2 separate regions of the Pan troglodytes genome follow, and region 2 is linked to region 1. A link is a contact called in public HiChIP or PLAC-seq data. All regions are on one chromosome and are shown on one strand. The core of a region is the stretch at or near the end of the contact, and the rest is flanking DNA. Distances in the headings are between cores, read along the strand shown.

Region 1 (7,026 bases), core at 3,897-6,396:
GGGGTCCCTCCCATGACACATGGGGATTATGGGAGCTACAATTCAAGATGAGATTTGGGTGGGGACACAGCCAAACCGTATCACTCATTAAGGAGGGTTAGAATAAAAATGCTATGACAAACATCTTGGAATTTCTGTAGGCATTAATTCAGAGGTTGAAGGGCCATATTTGGGCAAAACCCTCAGATACTGCCTCCTCAGTGTGTTACTTTTGGAGAGAAATGATTATTTCCTAATAATCTCCTACTATACAAAAGAATTTTCTAATTAGAGGAAAAGGGAGGGATAGCATTTTTCTTGAGTAGGGAGGGAGAGGGAAGAATGCATCTGAGTGCTGGTGCAAATCACACAAGCTTTGGAATTGGCCAAGTCAGACACCAAACTATGCTTCCAGTGCTCACAAGCTATGTCCTTTCAGACAAAGGATGCTACTTCTGAGCCTCAGTTTCCTCACGGCAACGTGAGTAGAATAACACCTCTCCTACAGGGCAGCATAGAAGCATTTAGGGAATGTGTCCATCTCTGGATTTCTGCTTCCCATGGTGGCCAAGTGAGCCCGTCTAATGTCACTCTCCTGCAGGGAATATCTAGACAATGAGCAAATATAAAAAGTGAGTGGAGATGAAAAGCATGGATTATGGGAGGGGAGTGTGATGTATGGAAGAAACAAAGGGAAAGAGGGTTTTTATGGTTTTTAGCTTAGGGTGAGTCTGACGCCATGCAATGCGGAGTTGCCAAAACACCAACAGGAAACCCTTGGTCTTTCCCTCCTGAAGAAATTGGGAATATGCCTGCTAAAAATTGAGAAGGAAGGAGAGAATCAGAGATGGAGAACCCCAAATTCTGTGTATAACTTCCATCCAGAACTCCAGTTGACATCTGAACGCTGAATGTGTGAGGCAAACTCCACGAAATACAAGAAGGATAAAAGAACCAAATTAAGAATTCAGCTGCTGTTCAACAGGCATAGTTTGCAGTCTGTCAAACCAACTTAATGGTCTCATCCCACACACGCGTGCGCACACACACACACACACAGCTGGAAAAAATAACAGCCCAGACTCTCCACGACATGACATTTGCAATGCCCAACAAGTCATGCTAAATTATCCACAATTGCAGAACCGGGGAAGTGTGGCCACCACTCTAGCGAACAGACACACTCAGAATCAGAACAATCCCCTTGCTGTGCTCAGAGGTGGAGCTTCCTGCTGTATCCCTGCTCAGTGACAGGAATCAGGGCCTGCACCCACCACCAGGATGAATCCCGCCTTGCCGTGATTTTACAGCTGCAGCGAAGGACAGTTCTGCAATCATGGGAAGTCTAATGTTCAGTCCTCATCTAATAAAGAGAAGAAAAAGAATGAGAGAGAAAAAATGAAGAAATAATGCTAAAAATTAACAATATAAATTCACAGAATCAAGAAATTTATCAAACACAAGCAACATGAATACAAAGAAAACTAATTCTAGGCACATCGTGGTCAAACTGCTGAAACCAAGATAAACAGAATATTCTGAAAACAGAAAAATGACATGTTATCTATGGGAAAATGAGGATTAGAAACATCACTGCTTTTCTACAAGAAACTATGGCAGACAGAAGGCCGTGGAATATCTCTCATGTGGTCAAAGAAAAGAAAGAAAAGCAGTATTCAACAATTCACAGAAAAAATATCCTTTAAAATGAAGACAAAACAAGAGCATTTTTCAGATGAAGCCGATTCATCCCCGACGGATCTGAACTGCATGGGATGCCTATGGCAATTCTTTAGTCTGAGAGGAAATGATACCACCTGAAAATGCTCAGAAAGGAATGAGAGCTTCGGAAATGGTAAATTAAGCATTGCTGTCAAATGCTTTATTGTAAACTGCATTGTACAAACTGACAGAGGAATCAGATTTCACATCAGGGTCAAACTGGTGCAGCCCAGAGGCACAAAGGGAGGAACCAGGAACCTGCACAGAAGCCGCCCGGGGTCCTAGACCCAGCCCATGAGGTTGGTGTCCTGCAGGCTGTTGCTGAGCTTGGCAAGTTCAATGGGGATAAATGGAGAACACAGTGGTGGAGATAAGGGCACTTCTGTGGCCTGATTTGCATCCAAGATATCGAAACTGAGGGCGCCCAGAGTCCAGCTCTCAGGGATCTCAGGGATCTCAGTTATTGGTCGTGATGTCTTCAGGAATGAAACCTCTGGGCTCACACCATTCTTTGGGTGTGCTACAGTGTTTAAACCTTTCCTGAGATGCACCCTGCCATCCCCTAGGGTCCGACCCTCCTGGGCTTTCTGGCATTGTCTGAGCTGTCACCAGGCCAGGGGCCTGCACCTGGCACCCCGGCTGGCATGGGGCTATGGAGGCCAGGTCCAGGGGGTCCTGCCCACGTCAGCCTGGCTGTGGCTTTTCCTAGACAGACGCCCCTCCCAAGGCTGCCTCTGGGTCACAAGGCACAGACCTGGTCTTGGTTCCTCTCCTTTCCTCCATTACTCCTCATTGCTCCCACAGCAACGGGTAACTCTCCCCTGTGGTCTCTCCATCTAAACAATCAGCTGCCTGCTGGGACCTGAGCAATGCAAAGAACAAGAAAGCTATCAAGTACTGGCTTTAATTTGTAGAATACATTACAGCTCACAAACTTATTTTACCCATTAATAAAGCTCTTGAAAACCAATTGTATGTGGATTAAATAGCTATTTTAGAAATAAAATTGGGCCAGGCGTGGTGGCTCACGCCTGTAATCCCAGCACTTTGGGAGGCCAAGGCAGGCGGATCACCTGATGTCAGGAGTTCGAGACCAGCCTGGCCAACATGGTGAAACCCCGTGTCTACTAAAAACACAAAATTAGCCTGGCATGGTGGCACACGCCGGTGATCCCAGCTACTCGGAAGGCTGAGGCAGGGAGAATCGCTTCAACCCAGGAGGCAGAGGTTGCAGTGAGCCGAGACCCTGCCACTGCACTCCAGTCTAGGCAACAAGAGCAAAACGCAAAAAAAAAAAAAAAAAAAAAGGGGAAGGGAAGAGAAGGGATGGGTGGCGAGGGAAGGGGAAGGGAGGGGAGGGGCTTCATCCAGTCCTTTCTGGAAGCACAAAATTCCAGGTAAATGGAATAGAGTCCATGTCAGCATTCACATACCAACAGAGAGAGCAGGCCATGTTCTAGCGGCCACATTAAAATAGCAAAGAGAAAGAGATTAATTTTATTGATATATTTTATTTGGTCCAGTATGTCCAAAATATAATTTCAACATATAAGCAAAATAATACAATTGTTGATAATATATTTTACATTTTGGTACAAAGTCTTTGAAAGATGGTGTATGTTTGAAATTAAAGCACATCTCAGACTGGCGACATTTCACAAGCTTCACGTCTCAATGTCCGGCAGCCTAGCGTTGTTCAGAACGGCAGGGCGGGAGAAATGTGGAAGATGAATGTCCTGGGACTGAGAGTGAAGCTGCTGAGGGGCAGAGTTTTAACAATTTTGGAAACGTGGGTGCCAGGGCGCACAATATGTGAAAGATCTGGGAGGGGCGGCTGAAGGGAAGATGAAGAGAAAAAATCCCAGTGACCATAGACAGTCTGTGGTTAATATTAATAGCAAAAAGAGTTTGACCCCAAATTACAGAAATTACAAGAAAACAGACACCACAAAAGAAAGGCAGGCACCGGACAGGACTGACGATGAAACTAACCCATGGAAATTAATAAGAGTGATGTTTCACATAGTAACGAAATATCATCAGGGAGATACACAGTAACAGGCTGAACTGAAGAGGACAGATCTACTCCCTGTAACTGAAAGGTCCTGTTGAAAATAGCTGAACAAGCACAGGGGAGTGAGAATGGACACAGATGAAAACCATCACACCAGCTGGGTGCGGTGGCTCATGCCTGTAATCCCAGCACTTTGGGAGGCCCAGGCGGGTAAATCACTTCAGGTCAGGAGTTCAAAACTAGCCTGGCCAACATGGTGAAACCCCGTCTCTACTAAAAATACAAAAAAAATTAGCCAGGTGAGGTGGCGAATGCCTGTAATCCCAGCTACTCGGGAGGCTGAGGCAGGAGAATAGCTTGAACCCAGGAGGCGGAGGTTGCAGTGAGCCGAGGTCGCACCATTGCGCTCCAGCCTGGGCAACAGAGCGAGACACCGTCTTAAAAAAAAAAAAAAAAAAAAAAAAAGCAGGAAAGCCAAGCCCGAGATTTCCCAAACTCAGCAACAACAGTCGTGATGTTTTGAGAGGAAGGTTGAGAAACACAAAAGAGAGGAAGATGCACTATCTACCTAACGGGATGTTCCTGGAGTTGAATACAGGAAGAATAGAGGAAAATATCAATGAAAGAAATGTTTTCCCATAAGAAGAAACCATGACCTTCTACACTGAAATGAGAGAATGCATGTTAAGTAGCATAAGCAGAAATGACCACACTGTGGAAAGATTTTAAGAAAGATCTGGGAGGGGTTAAAGCTATTTAAAAAAAAAAAAGTCCACCACTAGAACTATTTTTAGAAACATTAAACTAGTTCAAGAGCTAACATATGCAATGAAAGTATATACACTTAATAATTCATGATGTTAAAATAATAGAATGTTTAATTTGAAAATCTCAAAGTTGGGGTATAGATGTTAAAATAAAGGGAAAAAAATTTGCTGGAAGAAAATTAACTTTATATTTTTGTATCTGTCGTTGAACAACGAAGTGAAGCGTAAGAACATCTGGTAAATCTCCAAAGTGAAGACAGATAACCCTAAGCTGACCCAGACCAAGAGTGCACTGCCCTTAGGGTCGCGAGAGCAGACACCTTCCCAAGTCCTGCAGGGTCCGAGGAGTGGGCAATGTCCCCGGCTCCTGCAGGGTCTCGGGGCGGACACCGTCCTCATTGATGCTCTGACCCTTCTAGGGAGTCCCAGGTGGGACAGGGCTGGCGTGGCGGTACAGCGCCCTGAGCCTTTGAAACAAACCTCCTAAATTCCACCCGCTTCCTTCTGCTCCTCTGTTAACGAACTAAAGACGCCCTCGGCCTCCCGGCGGAGCGAGCACAAGTCCCACAGCAGCGTAGTAACTTTTCCGTATTACAGCGACCATCAGGAAATATCGCGATATCTGGACCTAGCAATGCCATGAAATTACCGCGAGAGGAAGCAAGCGCAAGTTTCGTGAGAAGGGCAGATCTCACGAGAGAGGATTTGGCGCCCTCCTCTGTGGATTCTGGCCAGGCCGGGTTCGGCGGTTGCTGTGAGGGCGGGCTTCCCAACACCATGCCGTCCGCCTTCTCTGTCAGCTCTTTCCCCGTCAGCATCCCAGCCGTGCTCACGGTAACTCGCGGCCCGCCTAACCACCAGTTCGGGGGAGGACGGCGGAGAGGCGTAGGGTAGGCCCCACAGAGCACCTGGCCTGTGGCCAAGAAGGCCCCGGCCGTGGGCGGGGCCTTGTGGCGGAGCGCGCGCGCGCTGGGCAGGGTCCTGGGACCTGTGGGAGTGGCTCGGGGCCGGCGTCGGGGGCGCGCGCTGTGGGCGGGGTCCTGGGCCCTGTGGGAGGGGGCCGGGGCCGGGCGTCGGGGCGCGAGCGCTAGGCGGGGTCCTGGGCCGTTGGGCGGGGAGGAGCGGGGCCGGGCGGGGCCTTGTGGAGGAGCGTGCGCAGTGAGCTGGCTCCGGGGCTCTGTGGCCCGGGCTTGGGCTGGGCTGGCGTCCTGCACCGTGCGGGCGTGGCTGAGTTGTGTGGGCGGAGCGCGAGGGGTAGGGCTTTGTTCGTGTGGGAGGTGCACGCCGGCCAGTCCAGCGTCTTGCGGGCGCGGCTTGGGCCATGTGGGCGGATCCTGGCAGTGTGGCGGGGCGTGCGTGGTGGAGCCTGATCGTGTGGGGTGGCACGGAGGAACCCTGCCCAGTGTGGGCGGGGCGTGCGCCGTGCCGGGTTCGTCTGACAGATCCCAGGGGAGCCCACGCCCCACGTGGCCGCCAAGGGGTGACATGGGCACTCGATGGGGTCTGGGCAGAAAGCCGTGCTCCCCTCACCTCCGTGCCTCTGGTCTTCTGGTGGGTGCATTGATGGGAGTAGATGCGCTTGTGTCCTTATGTCATGGCGCGGCTCTGGAGAAGCCGCTGCGGTCCCCAGCAGAGAGCAGTGACACTTACAGGAGTTCTGGAGGGCTGTGCGGGGCTGCAGCTTGGAGGGCAGGGCGGGGCTGCAGCTTGGAGGGCAGGGCTTGTCTTATGCAGGAGGGCGCTCAAGGAGGGGATGGGGAGGGTTGAGGACTGCTGGGATTGGCATCTGAGCATCAGGTGGGGACTGGGCAGCAGTGGATCTGAGCCTGGCTACTTCAGGTCCCTGAGCCAGACACTGTCCCCAGGTACAGCAGGGTCCCGGGGAGTCCGGGAGGCGGCGGAGTGCGGCACTGTCTGGAGAGTTCAGTGTATTGCAGAGAGGTTGGAGAAAATCAAGTCTTGCACGTGGCGATGGCTCAAGATTCCCTGAGGTCTTCAGTGCTGACTAAGGAGTCTGAAATGATGATTCATGTTTTACCTTTGGGGCTGAGCCAAGTGCATCTCTTTGAGCAATCGACTTAATTTCCTTGTCGTCACCAATTATCATAACCAATTATCATCGTAAAGGATGGTAATTCCTTTAATTATACCCAGCTTAAAAACATGATTCTGTTCCACAAACGAAAGGAGCACATCAGAGATGCCTTCAGTTCTGTGTGCTTGAACTTTGAATTCCATGAATTATAGTTGCACTGAGGGGAGAATCCTGTTTCCATCCTCCTGGTTCCTTCTCCCTTTCCTGTCCCCATGTTTCTCTGAGGCTTGGCAATGCTCTCTGGATACTTGGTGAGTAGCCCAGGAGGACTCAGGAGTGAGAGGCCCCTGCCTCCTGCCCTGGGAGAAGGCTGTGGGTGGGCCGTGAACCCGGCCTTGTGTGGCAGGACAGTGAGTGTCTGCTGGTGTGTTCCTACAGCAGACGGACTGGACTGAGCCCTGGCTCATGGGGCTGGCCACCTTCCACGCGCTCTGCGTGCTCCTCACCTG
Region 2 (6,885 bases), core at 573-3,072, 410 kb after region 1:
GAGCAGGAAAAGGTACAGGAGATAAAGTGAGGAGTCTGTAAAAATAAACAGAAACTTTGCAGGAAATGCAAACTCACAGAAGGTTTTAAGTAACCGGACTACTGACAATTTAGGCCTTCCTCTCAGGGTGGAGGCACCGAGGAATATAACCTTGTAGTGCTACACCAAAGGAAGATCCCTGAAGACCAAACGGAAAATAAATTATGTTTGAAGTAAGGCAAGCTAAGTGTTGAAATTCTAGGAGTGAAAATAATTTAAGCTGGAAAGTTCCTGAAAAGCCATTAATAAAATACACTTTCATTTTTCATGGGCCAAAGTTATATAGGGACCTGCAGGTCTCCTTTGCTTGGCTTTTACAATCAAGAAACCCGAAACCGTAAAACTTCATCTCCCTTTAACTCAAATCCATATCTAAGCATGGGCTAAGAAAACTAGCAAACAAAACAATGTTGTCATAGGACTCAGGAGGCCCCTAAGAGACCACATCAGTCCGACAACCTCCAGGCCTACCTGGGCCCATTGGAGGGGAACGAGAGAGATTCTAGTAGTCGCAAAGAAAGTACCTTGGCTTGTAGGGGCTGTGGCTGCAGATGCCAAGAGCCTCGGATACATGGCAGGCGCGAGGGGACCCAGGTTTAGCGGGCAGGCTGGGCGGGTGCACGGGGCGGATGGGGAACAGGGGCGCTGCGGAACACTCCTAGAACACCCTAGGCCTCCCAGTCCCTGGCCTCCTCCCCCTCATGGTTCCTAGCCCGGCGGCACAACCTACAGCGCACAAGCCCGATCCAACTCTCCAGAGGACGTCAGAACATGAGTAAGTCGGCGCCCTCTTACCCAGACACACAAACAGCACGGACTTGGTAGCCTGTTCCGCCATCTTCCCGCGCGCAGAGGCGCCCAGACACCGCGGCGTTCCGCACGCCAACGCGGCGCAGGCGCACTGCCAGCCTCTTGCCCCGCGCGCCTGCGCAGTCCCGCACCAACGCCAACAGGGCAGCGCGTGTGAGAGCCACGCCTGCGCAATCGGCTCCGGTGCGCCTGCGGAGGCGGTCCTGTGACGGTCGTAGGGCGGGCGGGGAGGGTCCGCGGGTCACCTGCAGGGACTGGGCCGTCGGTCACCTGCAGGGGCGGGGCTGCAGGTTGTCCGGAGGAGGAGGAGCTGCGGGGGTGGGGTCACCTGGAGGGAGTAGGGCCGCGGAAGGCGAGGGGGTGTGTGTGTGTGGTGGCGGGGCTTGGGGGGGGAGTCACCTGGAGGGGGCGGGGCTGCGGGTCGCTTGGAGGGGAAGGAGCCGCGGGAGGTAAAGGTTACCTATAGGGGACGGGGCCGCAGGAGAGGGGTACCTGGAGGAGGAAGGGCCGCGGGTCACTTGCAGGGCGGGCTCAGGCCTCGCGGCTCCGCGGGCGGCCCACCTGGGTTGGGGCACAGCGCGAGTCTCGCGTACGTGGCGGGCTGTGGTGCGTGTCGTTCGAGTTCGCATAGAGGGGCTGGGCGGGTCAGGCAGGGGAACCTGTCTTGAGCCCCGCGGGGTCCACGCCGGACCAGGGCGGCCTTGGGCCTGGGCGCCCCCTAGACCCCCACCCCCAACACCGTGCTTGGAGCCGCCGCGAGGCCCTGGGCTTTTCGATCTTGAGGATGGGGCGGTTCCGAAGTCCCTGGGGGCGAAGGCCCGAGCGCGGCCCGGCGGGCGCGTGGTTTTTGTCCCGCGAAACGTACACGGCGGGTGTTCTGCGCCGCCTCCTTCGTCACCTGCCGCAGGTACGCCCTCGCTGGGGCCTCCTTGTCCGCGGGGCGGGGCAGCGCGCCTTCCTCTTCCTGGGCAGCCTCGGGACGGGGCGCCGCGGCCGGGCGGGCAGCAGTGAGTACCCGGGGGCCCACCTGTCCGGCAGCACCCTCCCCTCTCAAGAGCTGGGCGGTGGTGGGAGGAGGAGGACGGGAAAACCGGCGATGCCTCTGGGGTTTCTAGGTCGCGCGTCTGTTAACCGCAAACCGCCCAAAGTTAAGATAGAGCAGCTTCCAGGACTTTCTTGACCACAGCGATTTTGATTGAAGTTTAGCCACCGTCTTTTCCATTTTTAGAAAAGCTATTCCGAAGTTTGGAATGTTGACGATGGTCGTGTTATTTTTAACTTCCTGATATTTGAACGGCCAGGTGTCAGCGACCATCCTTCCGTTCCACAGAAGCGTCTCTGAAGTTTGGGTCGGATGCGCGCGCTTGGAATGCGCGTGGAACCCGCGGCAGGCGCGGGGAGGAGGCCTTGGCTAGGGCGCCGGCGAGGTTCGAGTTTGCCAGCCCCCCAACCTGGAAGAGAAGGGCCAGCCCCTCACACCCGGAAGGGAAGGGCCGGTCCCCCCAACACCTGGCGCCGGGGTCGCGGGGCCACAGGGCGAGCGCGGGGTCGCGGCGAGCACGGGTCCTCTCTGATCGCTGGGCCTTGGCGCTGGCTGCTGAGTTTTTCCTTCTTTAAGGAAGTGTGGAACTGGTCTCAATCGGTTGACCACCTTAAGGAAATAGGATTTACACTGTGGACAGAGATGTGTCCTTTACACTTCATTTGAACCAATATGCCCGTGCTCCCGTGGAGGCTGAGTTGGAAAGTGACACGAAGCTGCCCCCCCGCAAGAGAGCAGGTGCTCGGTTTCTCTTCTGCTTACAGGAGATGCATGTCCTGATTTCTTGTTCTCCTAGGTGTTTTTATTGAGATGTAGGGAATATCTGAATTCATAACGACTTAGAAAATCTGTACACACAGTTGAGAGAACAGGTCTCGAGGCTAAGGTGCTGTTTACTCCCATGGGCTGGCCTGTTATTAAAATACTTGTGCAGCGACTGATGTTTACAAATTACTATGTTGGAGGTTAAAATGATCAAAGTGATAACCTCCATCCTGTCTATCATGTTTGAGGAGAATTGGTTATTTGGTTCACTAATGTTCTGTTTAAATAAAATTTCTGTAAAACTAGTAAATGTTACCCCTCATCTTTTGTAAGTTAAAAAAAAGTTTAAAATAATGTTTGCTCATCAAAAGTGATTTGATACTTTTGTTCTGTTTAGGAAAACTTTATTCTCAAGAGATTTCTCATTCCGCAGAAATAAGGATCTGGCATGTCAACACAAACATAGGAAGTTGATGCAGTCAAAGGGAAGTAACTGCTACCCTGACTCTGCTGAGAGCCTCACAAGTCCCTGTGCACGCCAGCTTATTTGCCAGTGAGTGGCGTCATGATAAGACAAAATTCTCTGCTCTGAGACCTAAGCACATGAAGTTTTTAAAAAAATTTTCTCTGGGAAGATCCCATTTTTTACTCTAAAAGATCAGACCAGTGTGGCATGTGTGGAACTGCTCTGTACCAAGATCACACTCTTCAGTTGGAGAAGAGGAAGGGCAGGAATAAATAAAGGGCTTTCCTGTCTCCCGAGGGAGCAGAGAAAGCTTTCTCTGTCCTCTTCCTTCCCCAGCCACAGCCTGGGGTTGGGGGACTGGAAACAAGCTCAGGCTAGCACTTGATGTTCAGACGGTAGTCTGAAAGTTTGACTAGGGAGTTAATGATCTGACCAGAGAGACAGGTTTTTATTTTGAGAACTGACAAGCTTTGTGTCCTTAAAACAAAGGAAGTAATTAAACCAAGGCCACAGAAAGGTAAGAATTGACTTAAGAAACAAAGGCCATAGTTGTCAAGCAGTGGGGTTCAAAATGCAGTTTTGTTAATAAAAGTAGCTTAAAGCAACATTTGAAAGCCTCTCTAAAGGTTAGATACATACACTTTCTTTAGGCTAAGATTTCTTTAGTTTATTCTAAATATACCTTTAGCAGCATTCTAGTTCCTTTGATCTTAGATGGAATTTTATCAGTTTAATGAGTTAACCTCCATTTCACATAAAGTATAAGGTTTAATAATTTGATTAATATGTAATCAGTAAGAACTTGGAAAACCAAATTTAGTAAGCTTGCTTTCCTGTAAGTATTCCTTTCATAATTAGAGTCCATTGAAGAAAATAATATAAGGGAAGCAAAAGTTTGGGAATCTGAACTCTGGTAAGGAAAGTGGTGGAGAGGGGCCCTTGGGTCTTCTTGCTTTCATTCCTGACCCTCCGTGTACAACTAGATTGGAAACCGTAGTCAGCTCTCTCACCTCAGGTGGCAATTTACTCCGAGTAGGATTCTCATGTCCCTGTTTGTCCCCAGTGACTCTAGCATTGAGTTTATAGAACTGCGATCAATACCTAAAATTATTTCCAGATCTTAAGCTGATTTATGCTTTTGAGGTTTCCAAAGTAAAAATTGTCTTTCCGGTATTTTATAAGACCTTCTAATTTAAAAAAAAAATGTGTTACTATGAAAATTTCAAACATTTTAACTTTTGTTTTAAAGAAAACTTTATTTGAAAGTTTCTTAGCTTGAGGTTTGGCAGCCACTCTTTTTTTAGAAAAAACTTAAATATTTATAGAGATTTTGCCTGATTCAAGGGACTTAAGACGTTTATGAGAGTGCAGATGCTAACCATGATGTGAGGTTTAAGAGGCTTCATTAGTAATGACCTGTGTCTTCATCAGTATGATAGAATGGGACATCAGCACTCTGATCAGGTCATGCTCTATATGCCTTATGGTACAGCAGAGGAAAAATGGGTGAGCCATCATTTGATGCTGAGGATGGGATTTGAGGCTTATGTCTAAATTTTTATTTGCATATTCTTTTTGTTCTGAGAGAAAAATTCACTGCATGTAACTATGACCACGCATGATTTTATCAGAAGTTGATTAGAATCTGTAACATTTTCTGTAGTTCAGCTGACACACTGAAGATGTCCTCACTGTGACCAGCCTTGTCAACAGCTGGATCACAGTGACATAGGCTGTGTCTAGGATGAGTCTTGCGGTCTGCAGCCGTGTGAGGCTGCATCTGATTCCCAAGTCCAATGGCTCTCTTCCCGTGTTTACAGATCAGGCCATGACCTTTCCCTACAGCAGGATGTTTGCAAGATTAACTCTCAACTGAGGAATTTGCTTATTTGCTCTAATACTGCTTGGTTGAGAGAGTTCAAAGTAGAAAGTCTTCTGAGGGGATAAGATTCATGTATTATTTACAGTGCTTCAGTTGCATGTATCAGAAAATCTAGTCTAAATTGCTTTAACAGAAAAAGATGTTGCTGGTCCATTTGACGAAGAAGTCCAGAGCGGCTTGTGACTTCAGTCTGGCTTTGCAGAGCCCAGGTGCTCTCTCCACCTCCTGCCAGGTTCCCCTATGAAGGCTTTGCTCTCAGACTCTCCCCTTGTGGAGACAAAAATCCCACAGCAAGTGGAAACCGAAGTGCCTTGGAAAAAGTTATTCTGGCAGCTCCTATACAAGTCCCCCATCAGATGCTGGTATTGGACCAGCTTTGGTTATAAAGCCCTGCTGTGGCACAAAAAGGAATGTCGTCCTGATACAGCAGCCTCGGGTCACCCAATCCACTCCAGATACTATGGCTGCAGCATCAATGTAAGCAGACAAGTTGTGCTGCCTCTGAAATAAAGTAGATGAAATATTCAGCAGCAGAAAGAACAAGTTTCCACTCCAGTGAACTAATTCAAATGTATCCAGCATCTAGATATATGTATAAATGTAATTAAAACATATTGAGCATCTAGAGCATCTCTCCCAAGATAATTACCACCTGATAGTAATGGCTATAAAAGCTAAAAGTGGAATCAGTCTACATGTTTAGCAATAGGAATCAATTGAAGCATACATCAAAATGCAGACAGTAGTATTGGTGAGTATTAATGTTATAGATGCTTTTTATCCTTCATATTTTCATATCTGTACTTTTTCCTGTATTTTACAATGTATTTGTACGTTGTACAAATAATTGCTGATCATGTAAAAATATAGAAATATAGAAATTTTGTTGCCATACTTGGGTCTTTTCCACTATGAAATTGAAAAAAAATTCTATAATTCCTGGTTCTTTTATAATTTGATATTTGACACTCTAAATCTTCAATGAATTTGGAGTTTATCTTTCTGTAACACAAAGCTGTGAAGGAATTTTTGTTTTTCTCCCCAAATGAACATTATCTAGTATGCAATACATCATTTCAACATAGAATTGAGGTGTCATTTTTATTATATACTAAATTTGTAAATATATTTGGGTTAATTTCTGAATTTTCTTCTTTGTGAATTGATTTTTCTCCTATATTTGCATCTGCTATTATGTATTAATTATTGAGGCTTTGTAATGTGTCACAGGTTCTGTCAAGGCTGGGCTGTCATTGTTCTCCTATTACGTATTTTTTCCTAGCTCTTCTTGCTTGTTTATTTTCCCATTTGAACTTCAAAATTACTGTGTTTTGTTAAAAGACCCTTGTAAGATAGAAGACAGATTTGATTTCATTAAGAAAAAACAGGAAAAAAAGCAAATTCAAAAGACAAGTAACAGAGAGTCAATGTTTTTAACTCATATTCCAAAAAAATATTAATTTTTAATGTATAAATTAATAAGAAACAGAGAGAAACCCCCTGTAAATAACAAGGTGCATGAGAAACCTTTGGTAGAGAGAGAGAAATGTAGTCAGCATTGCTCATCATAAAAGAACAAATGGAAAATGCACTGAGAGCTACTAGCCAGGGCAGCGAAATGGCTCCTGCTACTCACACTCATGGTAAACAGCTAGGAAACTGGACAGCTGTGTGTAGAGCACTTTTTGCACATGGTGGACATGTCTGAGATCCACAAGATAAGGGGAACAGGAGGTGAACTCCATTAGTGACCGTTTTCTGCCTGGAGCACTTCCTAAACTGCAGGACAAGGAGGGGGCACCCAGAGCCCAGGCTCCTGCTTAAAAGAAGAGGCAGAAATTGAGTCTGAAGAGGCTGAGGTAACTGGAATTTGCAGAGCAT

What was found. HiChIP or PLAC-seq counts read pairs in DNA pulled down with a chosen protein or histone mark.
Region 2: a contact with region 1 is called in an H3K4me3 HiChIP or PLAC-seq map of stem cell-derived excitatory neurons, with 3 times the contacts expected there. The contact joins the promoter of SH3YL1 here to the promoter of TMEM18 in region 1. A contact is called at or near these places in 1 of 7 Hi-C or Micro-C datasets (stem cell-derived neural progenitor cells) and 1 of 1 datasets of contacts at active chromatin or transcription factors (stem cell-derived excitatory neurons).

What each region holds. Positions count from the first base shown.
Region 1 is chr12:122,177,700-122,184,725 of NHGRI_mPanTro3-v2.0_pri, forward strand. TMEM18 (transmembrane protein 18) reads left to right here and starts at 5,147. Exons shown (of 5, transcript XM_009441890.5): 1 at 5,147-5,316; 2 at 6,956-7,026. The coding sequence starts at 5,260. It overlaps LOC104004840 (a long non-coding RNA gene), which reads right to left and starts at 5,089. Exons shown (of 3, transcript XR_677884.5): 1 at 4,963-5,089; 2 at 2,456-2,563; 3 at 1-1,342.
Region 2 is chr12:122,586,397-122,593,281 of NHGRI_mPanTro3-v2.0_pri, forward strand. SH3YL1 (SH3 and SYLF domain containing 1) reads left to right here and starts at 1,823. Exons shown (of 9, transcript NM_001251864.2): 1 at 1,823-1,856. The coding sequence starts at 1,856. It overlaps ACP1 (acid phosphatase 1), which reads right to left and starts at 2,349. Exons shown (of 7, transcript XM_016945952.3): 1 at 1,342-2,349; 2 at 835-1,119. The coding sequence starts at 877.